2 separate regions of the Mus musculus genome follow, and region 2 is linked to region 1. Evidence: chromatin contacts called from public HiChIP or PLAC-seq data. All regions are on one chromosome and are shown on one strand. The core of a region is the stretch at or near the end of the contact, and the rest is flanking DNA. Distances in the headings are between cores, read along the strand shown. Region 1 overlaps Gm11548 (predicted gene 11548). Region 2 overlaps Acad9 (acyl-Coenzyme A dehydrogenase family, member 9).

Region 1 (6,460 bases), core at 3,527-6,026:
TTCTTAGTCTGTTTCTGTGCTATTGATACCTCTGTGTACTAGCTACATTTCTGTTGCCGTGATGAAACACCCTGACCAGGCCAATGGAAAGGAAATTATTTGGCTTCCAATTCTATAATTTTGAGGAGGTTAAGATCTCAAGCCACTAGTCATATTATATATGTAGCCAAGATGAGGGAGAAATGAATGCCCTCACAAACTGGCTTGCTACTGGCTGGCCATTGCCTGTGTTGTACTATTCACTGCCCAAGGGAATGGTGCCGCCCACAATGGACTGGGTCTTCCTACATCAGTTAATAGTCAAGACAACCCCTTCCCCAAAATATGTACACAGGGCAACCTGTGAGATAAAATTTGTCAATCACTTTAAACCCATGTCCCCTATTTTCTTACAAGGAGTATCTTTCCCGGGAAAGGGGTCCATGCTTAAGATTTTATCTCACTTCAGATTTGTCCCCATATGTGTCCTTCCCTGGTAGGTCTGGGGAGGTCCTAATTAGCTTCATCTTGGAGTCTTCAATACAAATCCACGTGAAGTGTTTACCTGGCATGCTCAGGTTGTGTTGTTGGTTTGTCTTGACTCCAGCATCCCGCAATGTCCCCTGATAGAGTGTAGTCCTTATGTCTTAACAACTTCCTCCGTGCCTGCCTTTCTTCATATCCGCGGCACATCGTTGGGGTCGAGAGTTCACCGTTATGACTGGAGGGTTCTGCAGACTGTAGTTAGGGAACTGTTATGGTCCTGATGTGAATTCTACACAGCATGTGGGGGCTGGCACCTTTAAAGGGGTGGTCCTGGAGAAGATAAGACTGTGATTCTGAGTAGACTACAAGGATGCTGCACACTGGTCACTTGTGATAGATGTTTGTTTCTTTTGTTTTGCCTTACACATGCTAGGCAAACACTGTACCACTGTGTATAAGCTATGGCCCTAGAACATTTATACTTTTTAAATATCAAGTGTGTGTATGAATATGTGTGTGTATTCGTGTATGTGTGTGGTATGTGTGTGTGTGTGTGAGGGTGTGTATGTGAGGGTGTGTATTCTAGTGTGTGTGTGTCTGCATGTGCAAACTACAGCCTATACTTATGTGAAGGTCAGAGAACTCAGCTCTCTTTTCCACATTATGGGTTTTTGAATGGTACTCAGAATTTGGGCATGAGAAAAAGAGCCAGCCTAAGAAGAAGTGGCAGCTGCCCAAGTGTGGGAGAAACCAGGATGCAGAGTTACCTGAAGCCGCATGAAAGCATGTAAAGAGGGTATTTAAGGAGAGAAACAGGCCTGGTAGACCCCTGACATTACACCCTGGCCTTGATCTTCAGCACTGTAAGGAAACTAAAAATCCACAAAAGACACAAAGTGGCAAATATGAGGTCCCTGGCCCTGGCAGCAGGGGTGGCTCTCTGGGCTGCTTGGGCCCAGTAGATAACAGTGGAGTACTTGAGAGCAGTGTTACCCACATCTCTCCTGAGCATGGGCCACAAGATCCCACGTAATCACCTTCATGGCGCATCTGGTGTTCCTGGAGGGTCCCGATAGAGAAGGCGTGGCAAGTCATCCTGTTGGAACTATAATCCCTTTCTTTCCTTACTTTCATTTATTTTCTTTTGGTGTTTTTTTGAGACTTGGTTTCTCTACGTAGCCTTGAATGTCCTGGAACTCACTCTGTAGACCAGCTTGGCCTCAAACTCACAGAGATCTCCCTGCTTCGGCCTCCAGAGTGCTGAGATTAAAGGCATGCACCACTACCGCCTGGCTCCTTCTATCTTTAAACACCTCTTTTAACAAGCTGTTTTAGACTTCCACTTGGAATGGAAAGGTTTTTTGTTTGTTTGTTTGTTTTTTGTTTTGTTTTTTTAAGTCCAGAAGTTGCCTGAGCCTACAGCCTGGCAATGCACCAGAGGAGCAGATGCTTGAACATGCTGAGTCAGCGCCTGGAATCGCTAGGGCCACGCACGCACAGCTGGAGAGAAAATAACCAGTCAGTAAAAATAATCTAGGTGAATTCTTTGCTTCTTAGGCAGGGTCTCACATAGCCCAAGATGCTTTAAGTTCCTACGTAGTCAAAGAGACCCTGAACTTCTGGATTTGGGATTTCAGGTAGGCACTGCCCTGCCCCAAGAATATACTTACCTCTGTTCCTTAAAGAGGACTTGAAAAGAGGGAAGAGACAGCAAGACTTAAAATATAAATATTTTCAGAAGACAAAAAAGGTTAATATATTTTGCTGTTAGTCATTTCAAGCAGAAGTGTGAAAATCACTTTTTAAAAATGCACGGGAAACAGGCAGTAGATATATACAGGCCAGGCTTCTCTCAAAATGTGTTGGAGCATCTGTAAAAAAGTGTATGTGATTTGATTCACTTCAAACAAAGCTTAAGGCAGGAGCAACACAAAGTAAAATGCAAATAAAGGAGTAGGCAAAGAAGGTTGAAGTAGCAAACGAGTCCTTTTCTCCAGGAAGGAATGGTTGTTTTCAAATCAAGCGTTTCTCACATGAAGGCTGCCAAGAATTTTGTATTTGTGAACACATGAACTTGGTCTTCTGTGTATGTGTGCACAGTGTGCATTACTATGTGTGTGGGTGCTGATGCAGGTGTCTGTGCTGATTGCGTGAGTGCCCCTGTGCATGTGGAGGCCAGAGTTTGATGTCCAGTGTCTGCCTCATTCCTTCCCATCTTAGATATTCAGGTATGGTCCTGTACTTGAACACAGAGTCCCCTGATTCAGCCAGTCTAGCTAGCTGGAGAACTCCTTTCTCTGCCTTCTAAGCACTGGAATTACAGATGGGCCATCACATCTACCTGACATTTGTGTAGGCTTTGGGAGTCTGACCTGGTGCCCTTAAGCTTGTGTGGCAACAGTCTCACCCACGTATCTCCCAGGCTCTCGTCCCCTCTCTATGGACACGTTTTCAGTGTATCCCTAACTGACCTGGAACTTGTTATGGAGCTCAAGCTGGCCTTAAACTCAGAAATCCTCCTGGCTCTGCCTCTCACGTGCTGAGATTAAAGGTGTGGGTCACCATTCCAGGCTCTCTCTACTTTTAAAGTTAAAAGAAACAGTTTTTTTTCTTATGAATAAGCAACTTTGCCTTTCTAGACTAGTTTGGTTAGACAGGCATTAGAGAAATTATTTATTATTAATTTCCTCACTCCTGATTTTAAAACAACCATAAACTACTTGACGCTGCTAGATTCCTGCTGTTACCTACATGTTACGGCGTGTGTGTGTGTGTGTGTGTGTGTGTGTGTGTGTGTGTGTATGTGTGTTAGGAAGCTCCACTTGTCTTCAGGGAATCATGCATCAGGGATGCGGTAGGTTATAAAAGGAATCTGAGTCATGACTCTATGAAGCCGCTTGGGGGCGGCATCTCGCCGCTGTCTCTTGCAGACGTGGCAAAGCTGTGGGCCCCAAAGTCGCAAAAGCTCTTCAGAAAAGTCTGAGAAGCCAGTTCAGCTTCGGGCTTTCGGGCTTTCTCTGCCTGAGCCTCTTCCGTCCTGGTGAACGCTTCAGTCCTGAATCCTGGGTCTGAAACAGCTTTGTCCACAGCAGGCTGTCTCCAAACCTGGGCAGAGGACTATTCTAGCAATTCCGTGCACAAGGGTAGGCATCAATGTTCACCCAGGACAGGCGGCTGGAAGTGACTACCCACTAACTCAAGCAGAAAGTCTTAGTATGGAAAGTCTCTTATTTAGTAGCAATAAATAATGCCTTTCCTACTGGGATCCAGGACCCAGCTAAAAAAATTTGTCTCTCTGCCAGGCCAAAACCCACCTGAAAGGCTAAGCCTGAGAAAGTCACTAAACTCTGTCTTAGCGGCTCTTCTTGGCACTGGCCTTCTTCACTGGCAACCAAAGCTGCCAAGTAACGCAGTGTTCCCAACATTAGGCCCGGGACCAAAAGTCTTTCCTTAAAGGATACCCCTGCCCCTTGAGAAAAACGGAACATCTAATTCTATCTGGGCGCGCGGGGAGCAGTCTCTAAATGTGAGCATTCATGAAGTAGAACGTTATAATTTGTTTGTTTTTGCAGATCCCTTGAGGGCAGTGAATGAAAACACGGGCATGGTCCCTTCTAGGTATGGTTGAGAGAAGGTTTTTATTGTAGATAGGAGGGAGAGAAGAGCCAGAGGCATCTGGACGAGTACGGATGGACGGAACATGGCCAGCAGAGAGGAGAGATGGGAGGGAGAGAAGAGAGGAAGAAGAAGAAGAAGAAGAAGAAGAAGAAGAAGAAGAAGAAGAAGAAGAAGAAGAAGAAGAAGAAGAAGAAGAAGAAGAAGAAAGAGAGAGAGAGAGAGAGACAAGAGAGGGGACCAGGAGAAGAAGAAGAACCAAGAGGCCAAGAGTCCAAAGGGTAACCAAGAAAGCCAGAGGTCAAAATGGGTGGGTTATATAGAAACAAGAACAATGATGCTCAGAGGCTGGAGAGGTTTGGGGCGGGAGGTAGGGGGTGGTACTGAGAGATGCTGAGAGAGCCTGGCCACTAGCATCCGCTTTTGCGAGCTAAATAGGCATTTCAGTTAGCCTTTTGTCCTGAGTTTCTCTGAGACCTAACAGGCAGGAGCCATCAGAGAACTGCGCAGGCCTGAAAGACGACTCAGGTCCCTTGCACACACTGAAGTGAGACTTCTGTGAGTTGATTCTCTTACACACTTCAGACAGAGTCCGCCAGGTGGCGCTGCTTCCTGCTTCCTATCAATTGAGGCGCTTCTCCAGCCAAGAGAGGTCACAGCCCTGGGATAACAGCACAAAGCTGACGTGATTCATATCAGGCAGTTAGCAAATGTCCAGCCATGATTGCTGCTGTTGTCATTACTAAATAAAAGATAGCTAAGGAATCATTAGCTATTGGTCCTGTGCCACCTCCAGGGAGGAGGTACAGGCATTACAAGTAGCTCAGCTCAGGATATTAAATTAGCCATTAGCTCAGGATTTTAAAAGCGAAACCATTACTTTTCGGCACCCTTGACCTGCCTATTTTCCGGCCAACCTGACTTTGCCAATATATTGTGAAGCAAGATGGAGGTCACCACCACAGGGCTAAGCTTCTGACATGGAAATATTGATCACTTTGGTTTGGGTCCAGGGTAAGCTGAAAGAAAGTCTCCAGACATTGCTGGTTGTCTAATAGAAAATGCAGCTTCCCAGATAGTCAGCTTTGGCAGGACTGGCATTGAGGCTGGGTACTTTCTCCTTGTCTGGGGCCACAAGCAGTTTCCCCTCACACAACTCTGATGAAAGTTAAAAACGCCTGGGTATTTTTTTGTCTACTTAATAAATGATCTGTGACTAACGGTGGGCTATAATATATTGAGGCCCCCTCACTTCTGTTTTGTAGCTGGATGTAGTACAATTTTGATGGAAACTGCTAGGGGAGATTTTATGCATTGGTATTTTATTATGGCTGTATAATATCTAATAATGGTTTGGCTTATAGTCTTTTTAAAAAGAAATTGTATTCTGTACCTCACAGAAGTAATTCCAGCACGTCTGCTGGTGGCTGGAGGAAACCCTAACAAGCACATGGTTTGGTGAGTCACTGTTCCTGGCCCCTCAGCAGTAACACAGGCTGAATTGGGTGCTACCCCAGGAAACTTTGTTTTATTAATTTATTCTCTCATATATAACATCCCAACCACAATGTCCCCTCACTCCTCTCCTCTCAGCCCCCTGCCCTGCCACCTCTTTCCTTCTCATCCACTCCTCCTCCATTACCTTTCAGAATGGCGCAGTCCTCCCAGGGATATCAACCAAACATGGCATATTAAGTTATAATATGACTAGGCAACTCTCTTTATAATAAGACTGGACAGGGCAATGCAGTAGGAGGACGGGGTTCTAAAGGCAGCAAAAGCATCATAAACAACCCCTGCTCCCTCTGTTAGGAGTCCCACAAAAACACCAAGCTAAAATAACTAATACACACACACACACACACACACACACACACACACACACACACACACACAGAAAGGCTAAATAACAAGGAGGGCTCAGGAGGGGATGCACGGATCTCCCTGGGAAGGGAAAATAGAATAGATGTTGTGGTGGACTGAGGGCAGGTGGGCACAGGAACAGGAAAGAGCCTGATTGGGTCTAACCCAGGCCTCTAGGAAACATTTAATGACAGTCCTGTGGTTTGTTTGTTCTGTTACAACTTGAAGCAAACTCAGGGCATCTGTGGCCAGTGACTCACCTACGAGAACATTATCTTTGGCCATTTAACCTCTGTCTCATTTTCCTCCTCTTGACGAATGACAATGATAAGAATAACTTCTCTGTCCCACATAAGAAGCTTAAATAAAGTCAAAACCCTAAAATACAAAAACACACACAGTGCAAGCTTCACTCCTGGATAACAGAGCCCCGAGATATCATTCTCTTGACTGTATGCCCCATGACATAGATCTGGCTGAGTTCTTTTCTCTCAGAGGCTCTGTTTACAAAGGACTC
Region 2 (5,913 bases), core at 2,480-4,979, 420 kb after region 1:
CAGTTAGGAAATGGCAACTGCAAAATGAACCCTGCCTCCAGAGCTTACTGCTGCTGCTCTGATGTGACGGCCGACATGTGCTTCTCCCAGGTCTGCCCTGACTTCAACCCGTAAGCAGCCATATCCTTGGGCTCGTTCCGGCTTCAGGCAACCCAAGATGACTGATCTGTGGCCTCTGAGATTCAGCTTTCCATGGCCAGCTATTTAGTAAATAAACCACGACTGCCTCCATACTGCGTGATACCCAGTTCACTCATTGTTAGTAGGAAGGGATTGCTGGACAATGTGAAGGAAGTAAGAGACTTTGAGTACTCAGCCCTCAACAGCCCTACTTTACCACAGCCCTACTCAGGACTCAGGGAAGAATGCAGGAGTGGTGGAAAGACTGTAGAGCCAGAGGTGGTACATGCCGTCAAGGAAAGTTTCCCGTCACAAGAGAAGTGAGACACATATAGACTCCCAGAGACTATGAGAGCATGCATGAGACCTGCACAAGTTCAAGCCAGACAAAATCCCAGCATGGAGAAAGGGAAGTGGGCAGCAAGCATCACCCCTAGCTAAGAAGTAGTTGATTGCTGCTGGGAAGGAAAAATCAGTTTTCTTTAATGGAATGACACTGAGCACACTACCCACACTCCAGGGCAAGCCTGATCCAACTGACCGTAATGACCAGGGAACAGGTCTGGCAGAAAGGTGGCTGTGAGGGAAAACAAAGAGTGGAAAGCAGCCAATGCCACAGAGGTGAAGGTGGTAACTGCTCTGTGCTGTGGGTCACTTGTTTAACCCGTAGGCATCCATGTGAGACATCGTCACTATTTCCCTCTTCTGTTATAGCCCAGAGGTGAACCTAGGAGAATCACTGCAGCAGAGTGTCGGCCACCTTGAGAAGGGACAGTCTGAGGAAGCCCAGGGACAAGGATATAAACTTGGGACTGTTCTAGACTCAAAGGTTGTTTTAGAACATTTCCTATTTGCAATATTTCTAGAACCCTTTAAGGTAGAACAGCAGCATACACGTAACTCAGGACAAGGCCTAAAAGTCAACTTAGCCCTTTTACAGACCAGAGAGATCAGAATCTTGCAACCAGTGAAGTCTTTTTACCTCATTAAACATGTTCTAAAAGAAAACTCTGACCAAGAAGAAAGACCATCTTCCATCTACTCTGGAAAAAAAATAGCACTCCTTCCCAGGAAAGTCCAGCTAATTTACATGGATATAAAGTTTTGATGTCTGTGTTTTCTGTGTGTTCCTGTTGCTATACAGTAGGATCAACCAGAAAAACAAACAACCGAACTGGGCACAATCCATGGGGAAGTAGGGAGCTGTCCTGTAGACTCACACTCATGAGCACCCTTCCGAATCCCTTCTCCTGGCTTCACGCTAGGGCCCTGCTGGCCCAGAGAGCTGCACAGGTGCATATCACAAGGTCAAAGGCCATCGACTCACGAAAGGAAGGTGGCTGACAATGCCATGGGTCGCCCCAGAAAGGATGATCTCCCTCCAGTGCTCCAGTTGCTGGGATTACCTTCACCATGGCTGCCTCGATAGAGCAGTCGGGAAATCCTGGTTGGTCTAGCATCCCTGAAGTGAGGTAAGCCATACTCTCCATTACGTATGCCTTCTGAGCCATGAGCGCAAACTTTTCCTGAAATGTTTAGAAAAACAAAATCAAGAAGCGATCTGCATGTGCATAGACTTAAATAAATCTCCTAACCTCTCTTCTCCTGAAAAAGCCAATTGTGTCAGAGCCTTGCTGCCCTAGCACCAATAATGCCTGGTGCAGTTGTCTTCCCATTCCCCTGCCCACAGGCACAGCCCAGGGACAGAACTGAAAGCCTCTCCTCACCCACAGCAAAGCGAGGCCTACAGTACCTGGATCAACCCAAATTCACTGAGATTCCTGTTGAACTGTTTCCTCGTACAGGCATACTCAGCAGTCAGTTCTAAAGAAGAACAGAGTTGTCACGACAAACAAACAAACTGGATTTAGGTTATGGGAAAACTGTTTCCTACGGGAAACATGATGACTCTTCAGCACCCAGAAGGAAATATGAGAGAGCTCTGTTTCTGAAAATAGAAGCCCTGAAGCCAGAGACCCCACTTTCTGGCAGCTGTTGGAGGTGGAATTCTCAGGCCTCATGGTCCCACAGGCAGCAGGAAGAAGGTTAAGAAGACAGAATGCTGAGTCAGTTGTGAGGGTATGGAAGGAAACACGCTGCCTCCCTTCACAGTGCCCACCTCATAGCAATGCTGGGAAGGTAAAGGGGGTGGAAGGCTGGAGGCACCTAGCACAAAACCTGGTGCACAGGGCACCCAAGGAAGCCGTGGGAGTGGGCCCACAGGTCCTCAAACACAGCACAAGGGTTGTCTTCACGTCAAAGCCCTGGCTGGGGCCTCACATTAGTGCTGGGTTCTAAGTGCCCCAGAGGGACATCCAGTTGTCCACCCTGGCACCAGTACCTCCAACTCTGCCTGTAACTTGTTTCTCAAGTACTTCTGGTGTGACCCAGCTGCTGCTGGTCTCCCTTTGTTCCTATGCCCCCATGTTTCTAGACAGTGAGAGCCCTCACAGATGAGAGCCACAGAAACGATCGTGATGAAAGGAGCTTGCACCTAGCAGGCAGGTTTATCTTTAGGTCATGATGCATAGGCTTGTGTAAACCACCACCCGCTCTGAACCCAAATGCGTGCTACACTGTAGTAAACGTCAACAGCCATAGAATTTACAGGGCTGTTTTTGCTTCCAGCACTTCATAACCCACAGCTCTGTCCAAGGAGCCCTGGGACTCTGTGAGATTAGATCTAAGGCTTTCTTTTGCTCATGGAACAAAGCTCATTAAACAGCCATATTTGTCATGGACTAGTGTGTCTATAAAGCAGAGAGATGTTGAAATACACAGCCTCTGGGGAAGAAGTACATTTGGTCTAAATCAAAGGCCAGATGCTAACTTAAGCGGTTTGTCCAAGTGGTGTAGCTCATACTTTCCCACCCAGCGGGAATGGCACAGACATTCTGGGTATGCAGTAGGTGCTGCAGAGGGCTCCTGCTCCTGACTTCCCTACTGTGGAGGTTCATCTACAGTGTCAACCTGAATGGCTTTAGAATCACAAATCGATACGAGGAGACACATCAGGGCATGTTTGTGAGGGAGTTCCCAGAGATGTTTAACTGAGGAGGGAAGAGCCACCTCGAGTATAGGCTGTGTCAGCCCATAAACTGAGGTGCCAGAGTGAATAAAAGAGGATAAAGCCATGGGAAGCCAACATTCACTCTTTCTGCTTCCTGAGTACACACACAACATGCCTCATACCCTAGAAGCCGGAGCTATTTGCTTTCTATCTGCACCTTGCCAAGATGGTCCACGGATTCAAAGTGGGAGCCAGAATAAACCCTCCCCTCCTAACACTGCGTTTGGAAAGTATTCTGTCAGAGCTGAGTTAGGGAACTATCACATACCGATCAGCTTCTTCAGCATCCCGGCCACAGCACTGCCCATGCTGAATCGCCCACTGTTCAGGATGTTCATGGCTACCTGTAGGGGGGGTGGAAAAGGTGGAGAGGCACTGAAGGAGGCCGAGGAAGCCAGCCATACCAGTTTCCATGAAAGCAAAGGCAAGTGGTTCAAATTCCATGCCAGTACAAAGGCCGAGTTAATGCCCTACCAGTTTTCAGGCCAGAAGCAAGCAGCTCTAACCCTTGAACTGGGTGGCCTGGGCACTGTTGTGCATTTGCATCAACATCACTGGCCTCTGACTGCAAGTCATTGATCATACTCTAAATGCACCTGCCAGCACGCCCTGTCCAGTGAAGGAAGAGAACCTCAGATGGGCTACATGTCCTGTAAGCAGCAAGAACACTAGCTGGACTTCAGGATCATGCTGTTCCGATGCAGCAGCTGTGGCTCAGTGCGGTGTCATGACTTTCTCCAGGCTACAGCCAGCACACTCACGGCAGGCAAGCCTGTATACAGAGGTGGCCCTGGTAACTACTGCCAGGTGCCTGTGACAGTGGCTCTGCTGGCCCCTGCCTCTTTCCTCACCCTGTATTCTGACCCAATACAGTGAACACTGGGAGCCACACAGGAACACAGCTCCAGCTGCAAGCTGTGCTACCTCATCCCGAGTCACATGGGTTCTCCTCACCTCCAGAGAGCCCAACTAAAGAAACCGAGGGAAGCCTCAGGCTTAATTTTAAACACAGACAGCTTCCAAGTGTTAGTGAAGATGTAGAACTTCATACACTATAACCACTATGGAAAAAGTTCTTCAAGAAAGTGCCATTCTATTACAGGCTAGCAATTCTATTACTACATTTACACTCAAAGGGCTTGAGAACATATTTCTCAAACAAAAATTTGAGGATGAAAGTTCACAACTCTGTTACTGACACTAGCCCCAAAGTAACAATTTAGCTTAATGAGTACGTGGTTTACCCACACAGGAGAACATCATCTACCCATTCAAAAGAATGAAATACTGAGTGACAGAGATGTGTTTAAGTTAAATGTCATGTAAACTATTTCTCCATAACATATAAAGATGGGGCTGGAAAGATGGCTCAGCGGTTACGGCCACCTGCGCTCTTACAGAGCACTTAGGCTGTTCCTCGCTCCCACGGAGGCTCACGAACAGCCTGTAACTCCAGCTCCAGAGGATCAGAAGCCTTCTCTGGCCTCTGCGGGTACCAGGCACACATGCAATTCACACACATAAATTGAGACACCTATGCATATACGTAAAGTAGAGAGAAATGAATCTGGCTGATTAGGGTGGCATATGCGCTTAATCCCAGGCTTGGGGCGTGAGGGGCAGGTGAGTCCTTGGCCAGTGCGGTCTACATAGTGAGTGCCAGGCTCGTCAGAGCTACTTGGTGAGACTCTATTCTGCCCAGAAAAAATGAATCTTTAAAATATAAAGCTGACTATTAGGGCAGAGACTTACGTTAAGGGTTCTTGAAACCTGAACTTCTCAAGCCCACTAGCCTGTTTTTCACACTTGCTAGAGAGAGGAACCCCATTCCTCGATCAAGATGAAGGAGATCTCCAAGGGGAATAAAGACTCCTCATCCTAACCAGACTCCCTCCTCTAAGAGCAAGCCATTTTTTCAGCCTTTGTGTTGCTGAATTCCTATGCCCAAGAGCTACACAAGGCCACAGGCTAGCCTGCTAGGAAAAAGGTCAGGGCAGAACATGAGACTCTTGTGAAACAGCACAGCACTTACATGGGACTGCCTGCAACTTACCTTAAAGCCCCCTCCAACTTCTCCAAGGACATTTTCCACAGGCACTCTGGTATTTTCAAAATGGACCTCACATGCTAAAACAACAGGAATTGAAAGAGCGTGACAAACAAATTCAAACTGCTCTGCTCTTGACCACAGGCCCGTGGCTGACTGGCTAATGCACTCATTTAGCATCCTAAAGAACAGTGAAGATAGACCACGTTCCTGCCACCACAGACACGAGGACATGTCAGCATGGTCAGTACTATGATGAAATATCAGCTCAGTACAGAGAAGGATGGAGCTGAAGGGGGCTGCCATCTTTTGAAAGTCCATGACAGACTCTTCTAAGGTAACATGTAACAGTAGCTGAAAGGAACAAAATAGCCAAAAAACCAGGAAAGCAAGGGAGAGCACCAGCAGTGCCTCAGCCCTTAGAATAAATGGGATTCTTATTAACAGAGTCACACTCATGTTCCATAGAGCAGCATCTTCCCAGCTTAGGGTAGGGAGTTAACAGACGGAATGTAGACGACCCGACGTGTACAGACACACAACCTAACCCAATTCACCAACATCCTTCAGACTGAAGCAGGCATCCCCAAACCATAAGAAATAAGATTCCACTGCTGCAAGCTAAATCCTACTGTGTCTGACTGACAGGGACACTGTAGCCAGAGACCACCAGCAA

The links. HiChIP or PLAC-seq counts read pairs in DNA pulled down with a chosen protein or histone mark.
Region 2: a contact with region 1 is called in an H3K27ac HiChIP or PLAC-seq map of hepatocytes, with 4 times the contacts expected there. The contact joins two enhancer-like sites. A contact is called at or near these places in 4 of 484 Hi-C or Micro-C datasets (the G1E-ER4 cell line, the HL-1 cell line and cortical neurons) and 2 of 115 datasets of contacts at active chromatin or transcription factors (bone marrow-derived macrophages and hepatocytes).

Annotation. Positions count from the first base shown.
Region 1 is chr3:36,493,892-36,500,351 of GRCm38.p6, reverse strand. Gm11548 (predicted gene 11548) reads left to right here. Exons shown (of 4, transcript NR_040590.1): 4 at 1-548. Among named protein-coding and RNA genes, the nearest start is that of Gm11548, 9.7 kb to the left of the region's middle. Within about 2 kb of position 4,776, at least 71 of the 459 cell types and tissues checked have an H3K27ac peak or open chromatin away from gene starts, as enhancers often do. A contact at or near this core is called in hepatocytes, where this site is marked.
Region 2 is chr3:36,077,842-36,083,754 of GRCm38.p6, reverse strand. Acad9 (acyl-Coenzyme A dehydrogenase family, member 9) reads right to left here. Exons shown (of 18, transcript NM_172678.4): 8 at 5,244-5,317; 9 at 3,459-3,534; 10 at 1,874-1,944; 11 at 1,527-1,646. Among named protein-coding and RNA genes, the nearest start is that of Acad9, 15 kb to the right of the region's middle. Within about 2 kb of position 3,729, at least 9 of the 459 cell types and tissues checked have an H3K27ac peak or open chromatin away from gene starts, as enhancers often do. A contact at or near this core is called in hepatocytes, where this site is marked.